Regions from separate parts of the Mus musculus genome. Here region 1 is linked to region 2. A link is a contact called in public promoter capture Hi-C data. All regions are on one chromosome and are shown on one strand. Each heading gives the region's core, a stretch centred on a gene start, on an enhancer-like site or on the middle of the called end of the contact. The rest is flanking DNA. Distances are from core to core; before and after follow the strand shown.

Region 1 (2,990 bases), core at 401-2,900, 510 kb after region 2:
ATGAATGTCATGTCAGAGGTCAAAGTTAAAACAGAAGCAGACAGAAAAATATTTTGTAATTTTACCGTCGGGCCACATCTGTATGAAACACAAGTGAATTTCTGGTTTAGATCTGGGATCCACTCTAAGATATCTCAGAGAGAGAGAGAAAGAGAGAGTGTGTGCGCGTGCGTGCGTGCGTGCATGTGCGTGTTTTCTAAAATGTATGTTTTAAATATATTCTATAATATATTTCTAAAACCCTAGGAAACCCTCACATTTTAAATGCTTCTAGTCTCATGTATTTCAGGTCTGGGATACTCAGTATGAACTGCTCTATCAACTAATACAACTTAGCAGGAAGGACAAACCTGGGCTGGGATGCTGCTTGTCCGGCATGCATGGGTTCCAACCTTCTAAAGGAGAGTGGGAAGGAAACAAACTGGATATATACAGCAACTTTAACAAGTCTCTGGCACTTATGCTAAATGAGAAAGACTCAAAAGACTACATATTGTGATTCTATTTGCTTAGCATTCACATTCTTGATTTGAGCTGGGCGTGGTGGTACACAACTTTAAGAACTCAGAGGCAGATCTCTTCGAGCTGGGGTCACCTGGTCTATACATCGAGTTCCAGGACAGCCAGCGCTTGAGAGACCTTGTCACAAAAAGCCAAAATTCAGCTGGGCGTGTTGACACACGCCTTTAATCCCAGCACTTGGGAGGCAGAGGCAGGTGGATTTCTGAGTTTGAGGCCAGCTTGGTCTATAGAGTGAGTTCCAGGACAGCCAGGGCTACACAGAGAAACCCTGACTTGGGGAAAAAAAAATAATAATAAAGTAACAAAATACAACAAAAAGGAAAAAGGGAGAAATGAAAAAGATGGTGGTAGGAGAAGAGGGCATGCGTCTTTATTAGCATGGAATATACATGTTAACAAGGTTGTTATATTACAATCGTGTATATACATATACCAGTAAGTCTCCCTTACCTCTCCACCCTTGTTTTTCATTTGTTATGAGACAGTGTCTCATATAATAACCCAGGCTGGCCTCAAACTCCCTGTATAATCTAGGGTCAACCTTGAACTTCTCATCATCCTCTCCCCACCTCCCAAGAGCTGGGATTACAGACATATACCACCATGCCCAGCTCAACAAATTTGTTTGCTTTAGCAGAGTGTGGGAAGTGTGCACACGTGCATGCAGGTACTCTCACACACGTGTGCATGTGGCAGGCAGGACTCCTCAAGTGCCATTCCTTACACTCTGTCTACCATTTTCTCTTATCTCATTTTTAAGCAGAGTTTGTCGTTAGCCTGCAGCTTGCATGGCTGGCTAGTCTGGCCAGTAAGTCCCCGTTATCAGTCCATCCTTACCAACCCAGTGCTGGAATTACAAGTATGCAAATGAGTAGAAGAACCACTTGTATGAAGACTATGAAGGCTATGTTGCAAGACTGTCTCAAAAACACAAAATAAAATAAAATTGCAACTTTTTTCAGCTAAAGCCAAGGAATTACAAAGCATTGTAATTATTATGATATGTAATGATATATTATGAAAAGGCTGTGTAATTGTCTAAAACTATTGCAAATCCCTAATCCGCCCTTACACAGAGAGTTGCTCTATTTATTTAGTGATGCTGCCATCTAGTGCTGAGTGGCAAGCAGATCATGCTGCCAGGCCTCAGTATTAAAGTCCATTTCCTGGGGCCACAGAGATGGTGCAACAGTACTGTGCTTGTGGAGAGAGCATATGGCGGGCTTTGGATCCCTAGCAGCACATAAGAAGCCGGGCTTGCTGGCATTCGGGCTTGCTGGCTTCGTGTTGTAGTCCAGCACTGGGAAGGCAGATCGCTGAGTAGACGCGTTCTGGTTCATTGAGAGACCTTGTCTCTTCACGGTGAAGAGTGAGGAATACATCTGACATTGACGCCTGGCCTCCACATACATGCACACATGTGTACATCCACATGAACTTGTATGTATACCACAAATACAACTCACGCAGAAATAGACTTCACTTTGATAATTCACCATTAAGTTCTCTTGGTTCTCTTTCCCCAGTGTGTTTCCTTCTGTTTTTATTGAATTGAATTGTTCCTACTCTCTAAAATAGAAGTATGGCTTCTTACCCGGAATTTCTTTTTTTTTTTCTTTTTCCACGTTTCTTTTTTATTATTATTGTTGTTGTTGTTATTATTATTAGGTATTTTCTTCATTTACATTTCAAATGCTATCCCAAAAGTCCCCCATACCCTCCCCCCTTACCCGGAATTTCTGCAAAATAACCGTAGCACCTTTAGTTTTCAAAATAAATCTATGTAAACAAATGTTGACATGTATGTGGAACGGTACGTTGCTTACGACTCACATCAATTGCACTGATGAATGTACTGCGCTCTAGTACTTTGCTTTGGTTTTCTTTGTCTACATTGGGCTGGGTTGGATTGGTTCTCGAGGATGGTCTCATCTAATAGAGTACGGAGCTCAGTATGGAGCTGAAGGTGACTCTGAACCTCTGAGCCTCTGTCTCCGTCTCCTGAGTCTACTATTACAGTGTGCTCTACTCACAGCTTAGGGGGGTTGAGATTATTTTGTTTTGTTTTTATTTTCTGGGGGCGGGTGAGGAGGGAGGTAGGATATTGGTCGGTTGGTTGTCTAGTTTGGAAACATGCTTTGTTGCCTTGGATTACCTTATATTCAGACTAGTCCTCCTGCCTCAGCCTCCCCATCCTGGGATTATAGGGATGAACTACCACATGCACGTTTTAGTTCATTTTTTGTCACAGAATCTCTAGCCGTCTTGTTTCAGCATAAAGAATAGGTTTGGTTTTTGGCTTTTGGTTTTTTTTTAAACTACTGGGCATTCAGTAATCAGGAAGCTGAACCAGAATTGTTGAAGCTTCAAGGCCAGCCTGGCTTCATAGTAGAGCTGTGAAATAATTGTCACAGTTACATTTGTGATTATATTTTTTTATGTTTACAGTTATGTAAATTTTCCAGTTA
Region 2 (2,794 bases), core at 216-2,715:
TCAGGACCATGTAATGTTTATTAATTTCTTCAAATTAAAGATTGGCTATGCAAAGAGGAGAAGAAAGCGGGGAGCAATGACTGCAGCCCGCAGGACACACACACACACACACACACAAGCTCATATCATACTTCTGAATGATCCAGAACTCAGCTGAGCTACTTAGAAATCCGTTGGGGACAGTGACCTCATCTTTCTAAAACAGCTTTCAAAAAAGTAAAACCCCCCTACTGTCTACGAAAGGCCAGTTACTAAACCCTTTGACGTTTCCATTAAAAGGGAAGAGTACTAGTTTGGAAATAGTATATTGAGCCTAAAACATTTATTTTAGTTGTCAGTAATCTTCAGTGGCAAGACACAATGTGACAAACCCAAAGGACTCTTAAGATCTCAGCTCTCTCATTTCCAAAACCTTGGTGAAGGCAGAAAGCAGAGGTTTTGATGGAGCAAATGGGGTTTGGATGATGTCATCCACTGTCCTTTGCTTTGTGACATTCTCTTATTAAGCAAATGAGCCACCTACTAGGAACCAAGTTCTACTTGAATGGGAGCAAGACAAGGTGTGTAGGAAAAGCCAGGTGAGGGCTCTACATTTTGCAGAGTTCATTCAATGTTCTTCACAGCTGCCCCCAGGACAGTTTTTTTCTCTTGCACAGAGACGGCAAGGGCTTCAGGACACCATAAATAAGCTGTGACTTTCCACAGTCACCAAGGATGCCTTCCAATGTGTGAAGAGAGCAGGGCTTGCATCTGAATGCCTTGTTGAGGATGCGCTTTTCCCTCCTAGAAAGATTCTTTCATTCATGGGGACTGGAGAAGAAAGGAAAGCTGCCTTCAGGAGTTAACATGGCCCTAGACAGAAAGGAAAAGCAAGCAAGCAAACTGATGCAGGCTGTCTGTTGACCCAAGAGGTGGGCAGCACAGATGTAAGCAGTACTGTCTTGTTTGTCATCATTAACCCAGGACAAGGCATACCTGTGTGAGTTGAGTACCACCCTTTTTCTTTTTGAGGAGAATACTACGACTCAAATGCCCAGGTGGCATCTGTGACAGTTCTAAACCTCATTCCCCTGGGAAGCAGTCTGACAACTGATACCTTCCAGGATGGCAATAGATGGGTGGTGTGAGTTCAAGACCCATCGCGGTTAGCTCAGGGGTGCAAACTGGCCCCTTTCTAAGGATGGTTCATGGACAATTCCTTGACAGTTGAGCTGGCAGGTTTTCAGGCGCTTGTCGCTTGTCAGGGTTCAGCTAAACGGATGGGAACCGAAAGGGTGCCCACAATGGAGGGGGATGCTTACCGGCTCTCGAGGCAGGGCGCTCCTGCACGATGCAGCCAAGATCAGCAACACTAGCAACATGGCCCGGCCACTGGCCACCGCCCACCACCACGCGGAGCTGGGGCCAGAGGTCCAGGGTCCTCTTATCCAGGCGCCCGCCGCAGTTCTCCGGGCTCCGCCTCCCACAGTACCGCCCTGCCCAAGCCGGCGCTGGCCTGGTCCCAAGACAGTAAAGTGGCCGCCTTGTCGCCCTCGGGGCTCGCGGGGGTAGGCGGGGTGCGAATGACTCAGGCCCGGGAGGACTGAAGCTCCAGCAGGCGCGGGGCGTGTCGAGCCCCGCGCACAGGTGTGTGCCGCAGGCCAGGTGGGGCGACCGCACCCGCGCCTGGAGCCAGACGGAGCAGCTCGCGGCACTCCCGGGACGCCAGTTAAAGAGCAGCGGGCGAGGATCAGCGGCCACTGCCTTCTCGGCTCTCCTGGCTCCTGTCCTTCGCGTCCTGGCCCAGGTGCGGAGTTGTCCCGGGTGAGTAGCTAGCTTTTCAGGTCCTAGGCTGGGTGAGGACCTGAAGCGGAGGGGCTCAAGCCACTGAAACCTTCTGGGTTTTGAGAGAACTAGCGACAGGAACTTAACAGTTACAAGGTAACAGTGATAGGAATCTCCACCCCTGGCCTCTCAGGCTTTCTGGTTAAGTGTACTCCTATAGAATGAGGCCTGGCGGTTACATCTGGGGTCCCGAAGCTGGTGTCTCAGCACTGTGGGTTCCGAGCTAAGGTTCTGACATTTGGCAGTGCTGCTTCTGCCTGAGTGAGATCTGCCCGACTCTCCACCACCTCTCGGACCTTAATTTTGGGAAGGTGGGCCAGGGACCATCCTTTTGAGATGAAATGGCTTGAGAGGGGGATAGCCCAGTATCATTTGGGGTTAGAGAAAGGGCTACAGAGCCTGGAATTCTGCTGCTTCAGCCCTTCCTATATCGTTAGCAGAGCTGGGCTCACCAGACACGTAGACAGTGGAATTGGAGAGAGCTTCAGGCACAAGTCCTGCTTCTCCCTGCTAAGAGGTTGGGTGGAGTCAAGTGGCTGTATTTGCTGAAGCCCGACTGGGATACAGACTAAATTCATCAGTGAGACAGACTTCAGGTGAAGATTCTGGTTTTGATTCACCTGGAGAAGGCTCCGTCCCTAGCCTCTGTTGGATTGCAAGGAATAGTTTCCTGAGAAACTTGTTCTGGTGCCTGACCAAGGAGATTGACAGAAGGGAGGTTGTAGCCCCACCCTCGCCTGGAACTGGGCCATCCTGGGCTCCCACTCAACCTCAGCGAGCCGTTCAGGCTCAGTGGTTCCTGGGAACAATAAGCTTTCATAGCAGCCTTTCTGACCGGTAAACCCTTGCCTGCTACCAGGGTGCAAAGGTGCATGCTCTTGGCATGGAGCTGAGCACTGTGACAGGAACATGCAAGGCCAGAGTACCTGCCCTGGTGGGAAGACAAAATGGAGACGGCCTTGTTTTCCAG

Evidence for each region. Promoter capture Hi-C pulls out the DNA fragments that hold promoters and counts their contacts.
Region 1: a promoter capture Hi-C map of cranial neural crest shows a contact between it and region 2. The contact joins the enhancer-like site here to the promoter of Il17rb in region 2. A contact is called at or near these places in 9 of 39 promoter capture datasets (the C10 cell line, the HPC-7 cell line, cranial neural crest and 6 more), 8 of 484 Hi-C or Micro-C datasets (the HPC-7 cell line, bone marrow-derived macrophages, cerebellum and 5 more), 6 of 115 datasets of contacts at active chromatin or transcription factors (astrocytes, cardiomyocytes and embryonic stem cells) and 4 of 9 other capture datasets (adipose tissue, embryonic stem cells, liver and 1 more).

What each region holds. Positions count from the first base shown.
Region 1 is chr14:30,514,836-30,517,825 of GRCm38.p6, forward strand. All of the region lies in intron 6 of Dcp1a (decapping mRNA 1A), which reads left to right. Among named protein-coding and RNA genes, the nearest start is that of Gm35566, 32 kb to the left of the region's middle. Within about 2 kb of position 1,651, at least 6 of the 459 cell types and tissues checked have an H3K27ac peak or open chromatin away from gene starts, as enhancers often do. A contact at or near this core is called in cerebellum, where this site is marked.
Region 2 is chr14:30,007,431-30,010,224 of GRCm38.p6, forward strand. It overlaps Il17rb (interleukin 17 receptor B), which reads right to left and starts at 1,466. Exons shown (of 11, transcript NM_019583.3): 1 at 1,302-1,466. The coding sequence starts at 1,361. Chdh (choline dehydrogenase) reads left to right here and starts at 1,570. Exons shown (of 8, transcript NM_001136240.1): 1 at 1,570-1,803.